Linked DNA regions of Pan troglodytes: all the other regions are linked to region 1. Evidence: chromatin contacts called from public Hi-C and HiChIP or PLAC-seq data. All regions are on one chromosome and are shown on one strand. Each heading gives the region's core, a stretch centred on a gene start, on an enhancer-like site or on the middle of the called end of the contact. The rest is flanking DNA. Distances are from core to core; before and after follow the strand shown. Region 1 holds the start of GLUL (glutamate-ammonia ligase). Region 2 has its middle 23 kb from the start of ZNF648. Region 3 holds the start of NPL (N-acetylneuraminate pyruvate lyase).

Region 1 (3,836 bases), core at 1,150-3,649:
CAATTAATCCTTTTATGAGGTAAAAATGATTATCCCTCTTTTATTATAGATAAAGAAACAGGCTTCATGTGGCTAAGTGATTTGGCCAACACAAAGCTGGTATGAAGGGAAAGCCCAGATTTGAACCTAGGTTTACCTGACTTGCAGCCGTGCCTTTAGCCACCACAATGTAATGCTTCAAGGGGCAGCACTGAAATTTAACAAGGAATTTGTAAGGCACCTTACACAATCCAAAATGTCACCAGTCTGAAACATCCCAAAAAACCCTGTTTGAGATGAATGCTGCATCTGTCATGTAAAAGCACTACAGTGTTATACACTCTTAAAGGAAAGGGATGTTGACCGAAGAAGCCAAGTTATGTGTGTGTGGTCGCAGGCAACATTTCTTTTCCACATTTGCGGTACAAAACATAACCAGAACAAACTTCTTCCCTTCCTCTTCCAAAGGCACTGGAAGCATAAATTCTTGCTCTTTAAACTGAAAGAAGCAATAAAATCTGGACACCATCAGGTAGATTTCAGGCACTAAAAATAGAATGATCGAGTAATAAATAGTACGGATAGCAGTATCTACCTACCTACCTACCTATGTTGTGTCTCTAGGTACATTTCAATATTGTGTTCACATACACATTTTCCCAACCATCACGGCAAGCTGAGAGGAGAGGTATGTATTCCCATTTTCCAGATTAACAAGAAGCCGCACTTGATAAAGCAAAATCAGGGAGAATTCGTTAAAGGAATTTCTTGACAATCCCTGGACTTCAAAGGGGGCAAGTGAACACCTCGATTTCCTTTCAGCTGCTCCGGGGGCAGTTTGCACACAGAATTTCAAATCTAGTGGGCGGCTCCACAGGTCATTTTCGATGACCACTTTATTTTGCAGATGAGGAAACTTGGGCCCTGAAAGACCTGCCTAGGGTCTGGCCAGCGGTATGAGACAGGTCTCCAGACTTAGTTTCTACCGCCCTCCAGAATCCTCTCTGTAAAATTAGAGAAACAGCACGTTGATTTCAAATGTGAAATGGCAGAGTTCTGTTTATTTCCCCAGACCCAAGAGAGCCGGAGCGGGCGGCTCTTCCAGGCCTTGGGAACCCCGGCCTGTCCCTAGGCCCGCGCGGCACCCGCCCTAGCCCAGGCCCGCCCAAGGTTCCCTCGGGTCCCGCGCCCCGCGCTCCCTCTCAAGCTAACCCCTGCCCGCAGGAAGCGGGGCTCGGAGGCTCCCTCGCAACAAAAGGCTAAATTCGGTTTCCCTGGTTCCGCATTTCCCCAGGGAGCTCTCCTCGTAAAACTATTCCCCGTGAAGGCGGCAGGGCAGAGGTCCAGGGCGGGCTTTGCTGGGAGCCTCGGGACCCCGGGTTGGGGGCCGTGGGGCGGCACCTGGCGAGCTGGCGGGCGGGCGGCGAGCCGAGGCTTCCCGGCCTGGCGGCAACTCGCCCCTCTGCCCTCAGCCCTCCCGCCTCCACTCCCTTCCCCCACGGCGCCCTGCCCCTCCCCCACGCCCTTTTCTCTTTCTTTCTTTCTTTCCCAGCTCGCTTGCCCCCACCCCAGCGGCGCCCGCCGGGCTCCTCGCCCAATGGCCGCGGGGCCCGGGACCGCATCAGCTGATCGGCCCGGGCTCCTGGCCTCTGGGAGCCAATCAGGGCACCGGGGGCGGCCCCGGGCCGCGGATAAAGGGTACGGGGCTGCTGGCGGCCCTGCAGAGTCGAGAGTGGGAGAAGAGCGGAGCGTGTGAGCAGTACTGCGGCCTCCTCTCCTAACCTCGCTCTCGCGGCCTACCTTTACCCGCCCGCCTGCTCGGCGCCCAGGTAAGTCCCCGGACGGCCCGGTGTCACGCAAGCGATGCGCGCCGCTCCTGCTACCCCGCGAGGCGCGCCGCCCAGCCTCTTTTTTCGGCTACCTGCCCCTCCAGTCCCAGCCCTACGCTGCGGCCTCTCCGGCCCATGCCGGAGATCCGGCATGAGTGCTCCTCCCGCGTGCTTCCGCCGCCGGTGGCTTGGACCCGTCGGGGCTGGCGCTGGTGGGGCGCGCCCTTGGCCAGGCTCTGGGAAGGGCGGGGTGAGTTGTTTTGATCTTCTTTTCACTACTTGCGGCCGAAGCGCCGCCCCTGGAGGCCTTTGGGCCGGCTTGCGCCCTGGGGCTCGCAGTGGTTTGTTTGCGCTGTGGATGGAGTGGCGGTGCGGTCCTCTGTGGAGCGCAAATAAGGCGCTTGGTTGGCGCGGGCGCCTGGCTGCCTTCCTCGTGGTGGGGCCTTCGGAGCAATCGTCCTGGTTCTGGCGATGGTTGAGACGCCTCGATTGCGGCGTGTAACGGTGAGCGTTGTTTGGGCGGCCGGCTCCCGCCTCGGGGTCCCGGGGGCCTTCCAATGTGACCGAACAATGGAGAGCCCGGGCCTCGGCGCAGTCAGTGGAGAAGCCGGGCCGGGCGGAGGCAGCAGCAGCGCGCAGTCCCTCCGGCCTGCGCCCCCACCCTCCCCCGGACCCCCCAACCCCTCGGCGGCAGGGTATGGCCACCTCCGTGAGGCCCTGAGATTCGGACGGGGGCCCGAGGGTCGGAGCGCCCACTTTAGGGACATTTCAGTGGGAAGGGGCTGCTCTCAAAGTGGATAATTATAACTCCCTCGGGGGCGGGAAGCGGGGATCCTCCCCCAGCCGCAAGTCCACGAAGAAAACAACGAATGAAAATTATGAAGACAACGAGAAGTCAGACTCCTCCGGGTCGCGCTCCAGCTGCTTCGGCTTCGTCGCCTACTCTGTGAACTCCGGGGAGAGATCTCGAGTCAAGATTAAGACCTTAACCCACCAACCTGCCTGTTCGGACACCCCCCGGGCCGGCCGCTGTCTGTCCCCTTCTCCATCGCCCTCTCCCAGAAAGCTCCGGTGCTTGGACCAGCTAGAGTCTGAGAAAGAGGAGAGGCGCGAACGCCACTCCAAAAAGAGAAGGGTTAAAGAGGGCAACCCTAACGATACGCTTGACTTTCTGTGGCTGGGGTGAGTGAGGGGGCAGGGAGGACGACCCCGGAGTTGGTGGGAGCTGCAGAAACGGCTGAAAACTTAAGAATCCATTTCCCCCACGTAAACTTGGCACCGCGGCAGCAGCAGTTGATAGAGTGGCACTAGGCTGCTGGCATGCAACTCGGCTCACGGAAAAGAGCAAGAGATCCGAAACTGAGGCTTAGGACAAAGTGTGCATGATATTGGTGGTGTAACATGTTGGAGAGGACAGCCGAGAAATTGGGTTGTAGGTTGTTTTTTTTTTTTTCCGACAGAGTCTCTATCTGTTGCCCAGGTTGGAGTGCAGTGGTGCAATCTCCCGGCTCACTACAACCTCTGCCTCTGGGGTTCAGGCGATTCTCCTGTGTCAGCCTCCCGAGTAGCTGGGATTACAGGCGTGCACAACCACGCCCGGCTAATTTTTGTATTTTTAGTAGAGACGGGAGTTTCATCGTGTTGGCCAGGCTGGTCTCAAACTTCGTACCTCAGGTGATCTGCCCGCTTCGGTGGGTTGTAGCTTTTAGCGGGAGCTAAAGTGTTCTGGGATGGAGGTGGGAAGTAGGATTTGGCCGGCTGAGTCTTCTAGAGGCAATATTGGGGTGTTGGTCTTCCCCAAGGGGAAGGGTGGTGAGGCTGAGGGAGAAGCAGTTATGTTTTCAGCTGGGCAAACATGGACGGTTGCCCGTAGAAACTTTGCCACTGTACTTCAGAACGTTGCCCTAGTCGTTGGAGGAGAACAATGTGTTCCCTTTCTAGCCACCCTGGTCCACGGAGGGAGGAGGGAGAGAGAGAATGTTTCCTCTTCGGCTGTTGTGGCTTCAGAGTTTCTCTTCTTTCGGAGGT
Region 2 (3,733 bases), core at 152-2,651, 310 kb after region 1:
GATGGGAAACAGTGGATGGATGTGCAGGGAACCACCAGGAGCTGGCCCCGCCAGAGTGGGTCCCAACCAGGCCAGCCATCCAGTGGGCGCCATGGGCACCCGAGCTTTCCTCCCCCGGGCTTCACTCTCTTTGACCACTTTCTGCCCAGGGCCATCTGTGGGCAGTGACTTGGGGAGGCTGCAGGAAGAAGGGACAACAATTGAGTCACTTGTTGTTAAAACCAAAAGCCCGCCACCCCGGCCAAGATTTTCCACATGGGGGTAGCCCTGCCAACGTGTGCCCCCAGTCAACATCAAGATGTCCCCCACAGGCCTCAATGTCACGAAGGACTCCTGAAAATACTGCCTGTTTGAGAGGGGACAGAGACTAACTGTGAAATATTCCTCAGTTTCCCTGCTGCTTACCCAAGAGTTGGGTTGAAGCTCAGCCTGGGGCGCCACTGCTGGGGTGAGGTGGGCTGTGTCAGGCCAGCCACTCATGCCAAAGCTGAAGATAGGATGAGAAGGAGAGAGGGAGTGCCCACTGGGGGGCATAGGGCTGTGCCCAGGAGGGCACTGCTTGTCTTTGCAACCTAGCAGCCATCTCTGGCGGGATGCCTAAAATACCTCGGTCAGCCTCCCAGCTGAGGGAGAGCAGGAGGCGTGCGCTGGGGTCTGCATTAGGTTTTCACAATGGATAAAATCAGTTCTGTGATTGAAAGGCGAGGCCTTGGGAAATTAGTCACACAAGGGAGAATTGTGCCTGCCTCCATCAGAATCACCTGAGGATTCCCAGGAACCATCCTAGAGACTCTGATGCAGGGGTTCTAGGTTAAGGCCTGAGTCCCTTCTCTCCCTCCCTCCCTCTCTCCCACTCTTCCTTCCTTCCTTTCCCATGCAAAGCCCCTAGCAAAGCTTAGAATAAGAACATGTGGGGCTGGGTGTGGTGGCTCATGCCTATAATCCCAGCACTTTGGGAGGCAGAGGCAGGAGGATCACTTGAGGTCAGGAGTTCGAGACTAGCCTGGCCAACATGGTGAAGCCCTGTCTCTACTAAAAACACAAAAATTAGCCGGATGTGGTGGCGGGCATCTGTAGTCCTAGCTACTCAGGAGGCTGAGGCACAAGAATCACTTGAACCCAGGAGGCGGAGGTTGCAGAGAGCCATGATCGCACCACTACACTCCAGCCTGGGCAACAAGAGCAAAACTCTGTCTCAAAAACAAACAAACAAAACCACGTTGGATCCACACATGGCTATAGATCCCTACTGTGTGCAAGGCAGCTGGCATCCTGGCCCTCTGAGACTGGCCTAGAGGAGGCCTCCTGGTGACTCCCTCCCAGAGCTAGAGAGGCGGTGTCCTTTGCCTCTGTCCTGCTGAAGGGAGTCCCTCATCCAAGGGGCAACGCTGCCACCTCCTGGTCAGTCTTAGAACTGTCCCCCACTCTGAATGCCTGGTGTAAATAGAGGCAGGGAGCCAGGAGAGGCCTCCCTGTCCTCCCTCTCTGGCTCTGCGTTTGAATATCTTATTCTAGGAAGTGGAATGTCCCCCAAACACGCGCCTCTTTTGGTGCCTCTTGTTTAAGTCTATCTTCCCTGGGAAGCCACCAGTCAACAGGTGGATCTCACTTACCCACCACTTTGCCTTGAATTCAGTGCAAGTCAGCATGTGTTTGTGGAGCACTTGATATGAGGGGGCTGGCAATACAGAGGACAATAAAGCAAAGCCCCACTTTTGCAGAAGGGAGTGAGAAGTGGGGGTGATTCATGAACATGAGTAACTTCTATCTGCGGTGATGTCTGAGCTGAGTCCTGAAGGATAAGCCAGCATGAACCAGTTGAAAAATGGAGAAGATTCCAGGTAAAAGGATGAGCAAGATGTGAATTGCTGGCCTTTTAAATAGAAACTTAATTGCTATATTTTTAATGCACCTCTTTGCTGCCCCCAAGAGGACAGACTACAAACCTTTTCCCTCAATTTCTGGGCAGGTTTAAAAGGTTAAGAGAAAGGAAAAACAAGTTTTTCAGTTGCTAATCATTAGGGTTTAGGGGCCCTCCAGGTCTATGGTGAAAAACAAGAGGGAGGCCTGGGTTTGAGAGACAAAGCAATGCAACCCAAGGAAGCAGGAGGCAGGGAAGATGCCTCCCCTAGTAGACAGTTCTCTGGGTCAGTGTGGGGAGAGGACTCCAGGCCACTGCCCCACCCTGGTCCCCGCAGAGCCCCAGAGAAGTATCAAGCCCCAGAGGGAAGTGTCTGCATAGTGCCAGGAAGCTCTGGATGTCAGCCTTACAATGAATTCCCAGGTCCTCAGAATGGCAGAGATGCATCCTGAAGCCAGAGACCTGTGATACAGGCTGAAAGAGCCCCAGATGTCACCCTTGTAACCCACTTGGACAAATGCCCAAGGATCAGCCTCCTTGACTCTATGAGGGACTCGAGAACCTTGACATTGTCCCAGAAGTAGAGAAATACCAGTTCAAACCACAATGAGGAAATAAAGGAACTCAATGTTCTTGTACCAGGGTTTATAGCAGATTCATATAGGTCATGGGTGCAAAGTAGATCAAGACAGGGCCCCTGTTATTGAAACAATTAGAGAGAGAGCAGTACACTTCTCAGTGATTTGGAGCAAAACACTTGTCCTCTTGGCCTTGGTTTAATTTTCAGTGACAGGATGAGGAGGATGAGCATAGACTCTCGAAGCCCTTTCCTGCTGTAAGAGTCTATGGGAATGCAGATCACATGTACTGTGAGAGATGGGGGGAGACACAGGGTGGGTCAGAATGACCAGAAGAGTCTTCGTGAATGTGATTTTGAAAACTGGAAAGAGGTAAAAGAATTTAGGGTGGTGGGAGTGGCCTGTGCAGATGACAGGCCAGGCCTGGCCAGTTGGAGAGGGAGGTTCTATGGAGGAACAGCCCGGAGACAGCAGGAGGGCGGTGGGTGGGTGTCAGCACTCTCCCTCTCTTTAGTAGAAAGGGAAAAGACAGAGTTCACAGTGGAGAAAATAGGAAACATGGACCTGAGAATCCCTACTATATATATATGCGTGTGTGTATATATAAATTTTTTGAGACAAAGCCTCCCTCTGTCGTTCAGGCTGGAGTGCAGTGGTGTGATCTTGGCTCACTGCAACCACCTCCCCCTGGGTTCAAGTGATTCGTGTGCCTCAGCCTGTAGAATAGCTGAGATGACAGGCTTGTGCCACCATGTGTCTATTTTTTTTGTATTTTTAGTAGAGACGAGGTTTCACTATGTTGGCCTGACCTCAGGTGATCCGCCCGCCTTGGCCTCCCAAAGTGCTGAGATTACAGGTGTGAGCCACCATGCCTGGCCCCCAACTATATTTCTAGCAACTTTCATGTTGAGCAGATGCTCCCCAAAGCCCTTCCTAAACAAGCCCTCAGACATTTGTGCTTCTGCCCTTGACTGGTAGAGACATGTAACATATGATGACTGTGTTTCCATTGACACTGTGTGTACGCTCAGGGAGAAAGCACAGGAAGGCTGTGGGCTGTACGGACACCACCATGCTCCAGAGCTCCCTGCTGAGCCAGCCAGTGGGAGCTGAGGGCAGGCAGTCCATGCTCTGCTACCTCCTTTCCCTAGAGCTTTTCTTTAGATGCCCCCAGTCTGGTCAAAAACAAGCATTCTGAGCTGTGAAATGTTCTGGTCAGTGATCCCAGAGAAGTTTTATAAAGTCTTGAACACAGCTAGATATGCCTCAGTCCCACACTGTTTGAACCTGATTT
Region 3 (3,819 bases), core at 289-2,788, 410 kb before region 1:
CACTTCAATCTCTTCGGTCTGATCAACTTTTAAAGCTCACTTTATCCATTCCAGCAGGTATAGCTTAAAAACAAAAACAAAAACAAAAAAACCTCTCATTTTAAAAACCAGGGGATTTCCTGATACCCCAGCCGAAAATAATTTCTTAAGCCTCAGAATTCCCCCAAAGAGTGGCTTTTCATTAAAAACCTTACATCAGAGTTATTAAGCAGGGTGGTTTTGGCTCCTCTCCTAGACTGTCTGCCATCTGGGGGCAATGGCAGCTTGGAAAATTTCTTTGCACAGATAACTACACTACGTAAAATTTGCTGCCTTTGCAAACTTTGAAACGCCTACAGGAAGAAATGGGATAAAAACGACTTTGGCCGGGCGCGGTGGCTCAAGCCTGTAATCCCAGCACTTTGGGAGGCCGAGGCGGGCGGATACCTGAGGTCAGGAGTTCGAGACCAGCCTGAACAACATGGCCAAACCCCGTCTCTACTAAAAATACAAAATTAGCCGGGCGTGGTGGCGGGCGCCTGTAGTCCCAGCTACTCGGGAGGCTGAGGCAGGAGCATGGCGTGAACCTGGGAGGCGGAGCTTGCAGTGAGCCGAGATAGCGCCACTGCAGTCCGTCCTGGGCGACAAGAGCGAGACTCCGTCTCAAAAACAACAACAACAACAACAACAACAAAAAGACTTTAACAGAGAATGATCAGTATTTTTAAGATTCAAGTTTTTAATAAACTTGGGAATGTTATGCTTTGAAGCATAACAGATAATTATCAATATTTTTAAGATTCAAGTTTTAGATAAACTTGGGAATGTTATGCTTTGAAGTTTTCAGAGCTAGTAGCTAAAGCGAATGGCTCTAATGTTCTCCAGCCTAAGACTTAACGTGAATTTAGATTATTACTGAAACATTGGGAGGGGGTATTACTCTTGAAATCTTATACCTCCATCCACAGATAAGAACACTTAGTGCAAAGAATTAAAGCTGCCTAAGTCAAATTCTTTTTAAAATGGCAAAGTTGTTTTTTTAAGAGACAGAAAGTGGGGGCAGAATGTACCTCTGGGCAGAGAATATCTTGAGGGACAGGTACTCGGAGAAGAGGAGATACAAATAGGGATTTTTAAAAAAGCAGAAAACCACCAATTTCTCCTCAAGTGAAGGGGGGATGTATCAGGTTTAACTTTAAGCTCTCTTCTGCTCAACTGCTAACTCTATTTTGAGGAAAGGACCTTTGGAGACCCGGCAGATATGCTGTCGGCAAACAATCCGGGGGAGTAAGTTCTTCTGCCCCCGTCTGTCCCTACACTTTTCGCATTCACACCTTCCCCAGATCCGTTTCCCAGCGTATCTGCCTTCCCTCTTTCCTCCGGGTCCGTCAACGTCTCACCCACCCGCGAGTCAGGCCCCAGCGCCCCTCCGCCCGAACGCCCAGGTCGTCGGGCCGTCTGCGTCCGTCTGTCCTAGCCCGTGCCGTCGCGGGCCGCGCTCACCCAGGCCTCCGCTATTGTCCGTGCGGCCGCTCCGCCCGGCAGCCGCCGCCGCGCTTTATATCCGCGGCCGCCCGGCTCGGGCCCACGTGCCGCCACGCCAGGGAGCCTGGGGGTTGTAGTTCTGCGCCGCCGCCCGCGAGGCGCGCCCGGAACCGCTGGCCCGGAAACCCCGAAACGTTTTGCACACTGGAGTCTGCTCTTCCCCGGGTGTCACCTGAACAACATGGGCTGAAGTGACTCCGGCGCAGCGCCCCGGCTCCCCGAGGATCGGAAGCATCCGAACTGGCGGCTGGGTGCCCGAGAGCACGCGGCTCACCCGCGCCACGCCGAGTGCAAACCTCCCCCTGCCTCGTCTGCACGCCAGTCCTTCCCGCGTGCAGGCACCTCCTGGGCTCCGCTGCGTCTTAATTTTCCTTCTCTTGCGCAGGGCTCTGCAATCCCCGCTATCTCGTGGTTCTGCGTTGTGAGGTTTGGGCTGCTGTTTCCGAGGCGTACGGAGAATCCCAACTGCCCATCGGCGTTCAGGTCTCTTCGGGTTGACGCCGCTGCACCAGCCCTGCAGACTCTCGTGTTAAAGAGAGATGAGCGAATTTTAAAGTGAATTATCTACTCATACGGGAGCTTTCCTGGCTTCTTTTGGAGAACATTTGAAAGAGTTTTGAAAGGGAAAATTATTTTTAACCCAACCGCCTCTACTTTCAGGAGTATCAGGAGTCTTATTCTAGGATCATGTACTGTGTGAATAAATCAGGAACAGAGCCAGAGACAAGTCCTCAGTTTTCTCTTGCTGATGTGATTCCACCTCAATTTTCCATAAAAGGCGATGGCTGATGCTTATTATTACATTTAGAGAAACTAAATTGTTCAAAGGGCTTTCCAGTTTGCAAAGTGCTTTTAAATGTATTCTAATAGTTCTTTCGTTGCACAGAGCACCAGAGATAATAGCTAATAAGTACTGTGTTCAGTGCTTACTCAGCCTGCACCGTTCTAGCCGTTTTAACATTTAATTCATAAAATAACTCCATTGGTGGGTCCTGTTTTATAAATGTATATATATTACAGATGAGCAAGGATCATTCCATTTTACAGATCAGAAACAGGTTTAAAGAGTTGAAGTAATTTGCCAAAAGCCATAGAGCTGGTTAAGCTGTGGTTTGATTTCAAGTAGTCCAGAAGCTTGTGCTTTTAACACTATGTTATCCTACAGGAAAAAAAAAAAACAAAAAAAAAACAAAAAGAAAAGAAAAAAGAAAAACCCTTAGTTACATGAAGCAAGTTCTCCTAAGGCTGCAGCATGGCTTTTTGTTTTGGTTTGGTTTTTGTAATATTAACAAGAATATTATATCCTAATGGTACAATGAAAGTTTTTTTTTTTTTGGAAAGTCACAGTTTAATAAGTGCAAAATTAAGTATGTCAATACCCAAAAGGTATAGGTCATTAGGCTTAACATTGTCAGCCAACAAACCAATATTCTAAATGCATGAACTAACTACTTTTTGTATAAATATGGTAGTGCAAAGTAATTCCTTATAATAATTTGTTAGTGTCTACCAAGAAGCAGATGCTAAGATGGGATTAGATGTGCAAGAAACTTATTGGGGCAGGGATTTGGAGCAGACAGGAGCAGCCTGCAGACTGATGTAGGGCTGACATCTGTGGAACAAAAGATGGAAGAAAGGAGCATGGAGTAGGGAGAGTCTCACTGCATTCTTACAGTATCCACTCTGTGCCGTTATGAAACTCAGAGCCTATACTGTGAAGTGTTGGGGAGACATTGTTGTTTTAAAATATGGTAAATGCAGTGATAGACTGTACAGAGATATTACAGGAACACTGAGCTCTAATCTGGGCTGAAGGGGGTGGTGTGTGTGTGTATGTGTGTGTGTGTGTGTGTGTGTGTGAAGAGGCAGGAGGGTGTTCCAGAAACGTCTTACTGGGGAAGGTCACAGCCAAGCTAAATATCAGACAATGAGTAGGGCTTAGAAGAAGAGAGGCAGCAAAAGGCTCAGTGCTGAACTGCAGGCCTCTAACCCCCTTCTGATAAGCGGCAGCCTCTGTGAGATTTCTTCTATTATTATGTAGTATTATTTAATCATTAATTTTCTTGCTTTTGTTTCTTGCCCCCAACTCCACTGCAAGGTGTTCAAGGCAGGCATCATGTCCTATTCCTTTGTTTTTCCCACAGTGCGGGACATAGTGTCTATCCAAGTGCAGGCCAAGAGGGTGAGATTTGGAAATATTACTACCATCAACTCTCCTTTGTCTAAAACAAATGTATGTCAGGGTTTTGTATCAGATTTTGTTTGCTACAATTCAAATTTGAAACCCCCTGGTGC

What was found. A called contact is a pair of places that touch in the nucleus more often than the background predicts. HiChIP or PLAC-seq counts read pairs in DNA pulled down with a chosen protein or histone mark.
Region 2: a contact with region 1 is called in a Hi-C map of induced pluripotent stem cells, with 6 times the contacts expected there. The contact joins the enhancer-like site here to the promoter of GLUL in region 1. A contact is called at or near these places in 4 of 7 Hi-C or Micro-C datasets (blood, induced pluripotent stem cells and stem cell-derived neural progenitor cells), 1 of 1 datasets of contacts at active chromatin or transcription factors (stem cell-derived excitatory neurons) and 1 of 1 other capture datasets (stem cell-derived neural stem cells).
Region 3: a contact with region 1 is called in an H3K4me3 HiChIP or PLAC-seq map of stem cell-derived excitatory neurons, with 2.5 times the contacts expected there. The contact joins the promoter of NPL here to the promoter of GLUL in region 1. A contact is called at or near these places in 1 of 7 Hi-C or Micro-C datasets (stem cell-derived neural progenitor cells) and 1 of 1 datasets of contacts at active chromatin or transcription factors (stem cell-derived excitatory neurons).

Annotation. Positions count from the first base shown.
Region 1 is chr1:66,729,059-66,732,894 of NHGRI_mPanTro3-v2.0_pri, forward strand. It overlaps GLUL (glutamate-ammonia ligase), which reads left to right and starts at 2,400. Exons shown (of 7, transcript NM_001279785.1): 1 at 2,400-2,990.
Region 2 is chr1:67,037,035-67,040,767 of NHGRI_mPanTro3-v2.0_pri, forward strand. No RefSeq gene overlaps it. Among named protein-coding and RNA genes, the nearest start is that of ZNF648, 23 kb to the right of the region's middle. Within about 2 kb of position 1,402, at least 7 of the 24 cell types and tissues checked have an H3K27ac peak or open chromatin away from gene starts, as enhancers often do. A contact at or near this core is called in induced pluripotent stem cells, where this site is marked.
Region 3 is chr1:66,318,267-66,322,085 of NHGRI_mPanTro3-v2.0_pri, forward strand. NPL (N-acetylneuraminate pyruvate lyase) reads right to left here and starts at 1,539. Exons shown (of 14, transcript NM_001246492.1): 1 at 1,483-1,539; 2 at 1-63.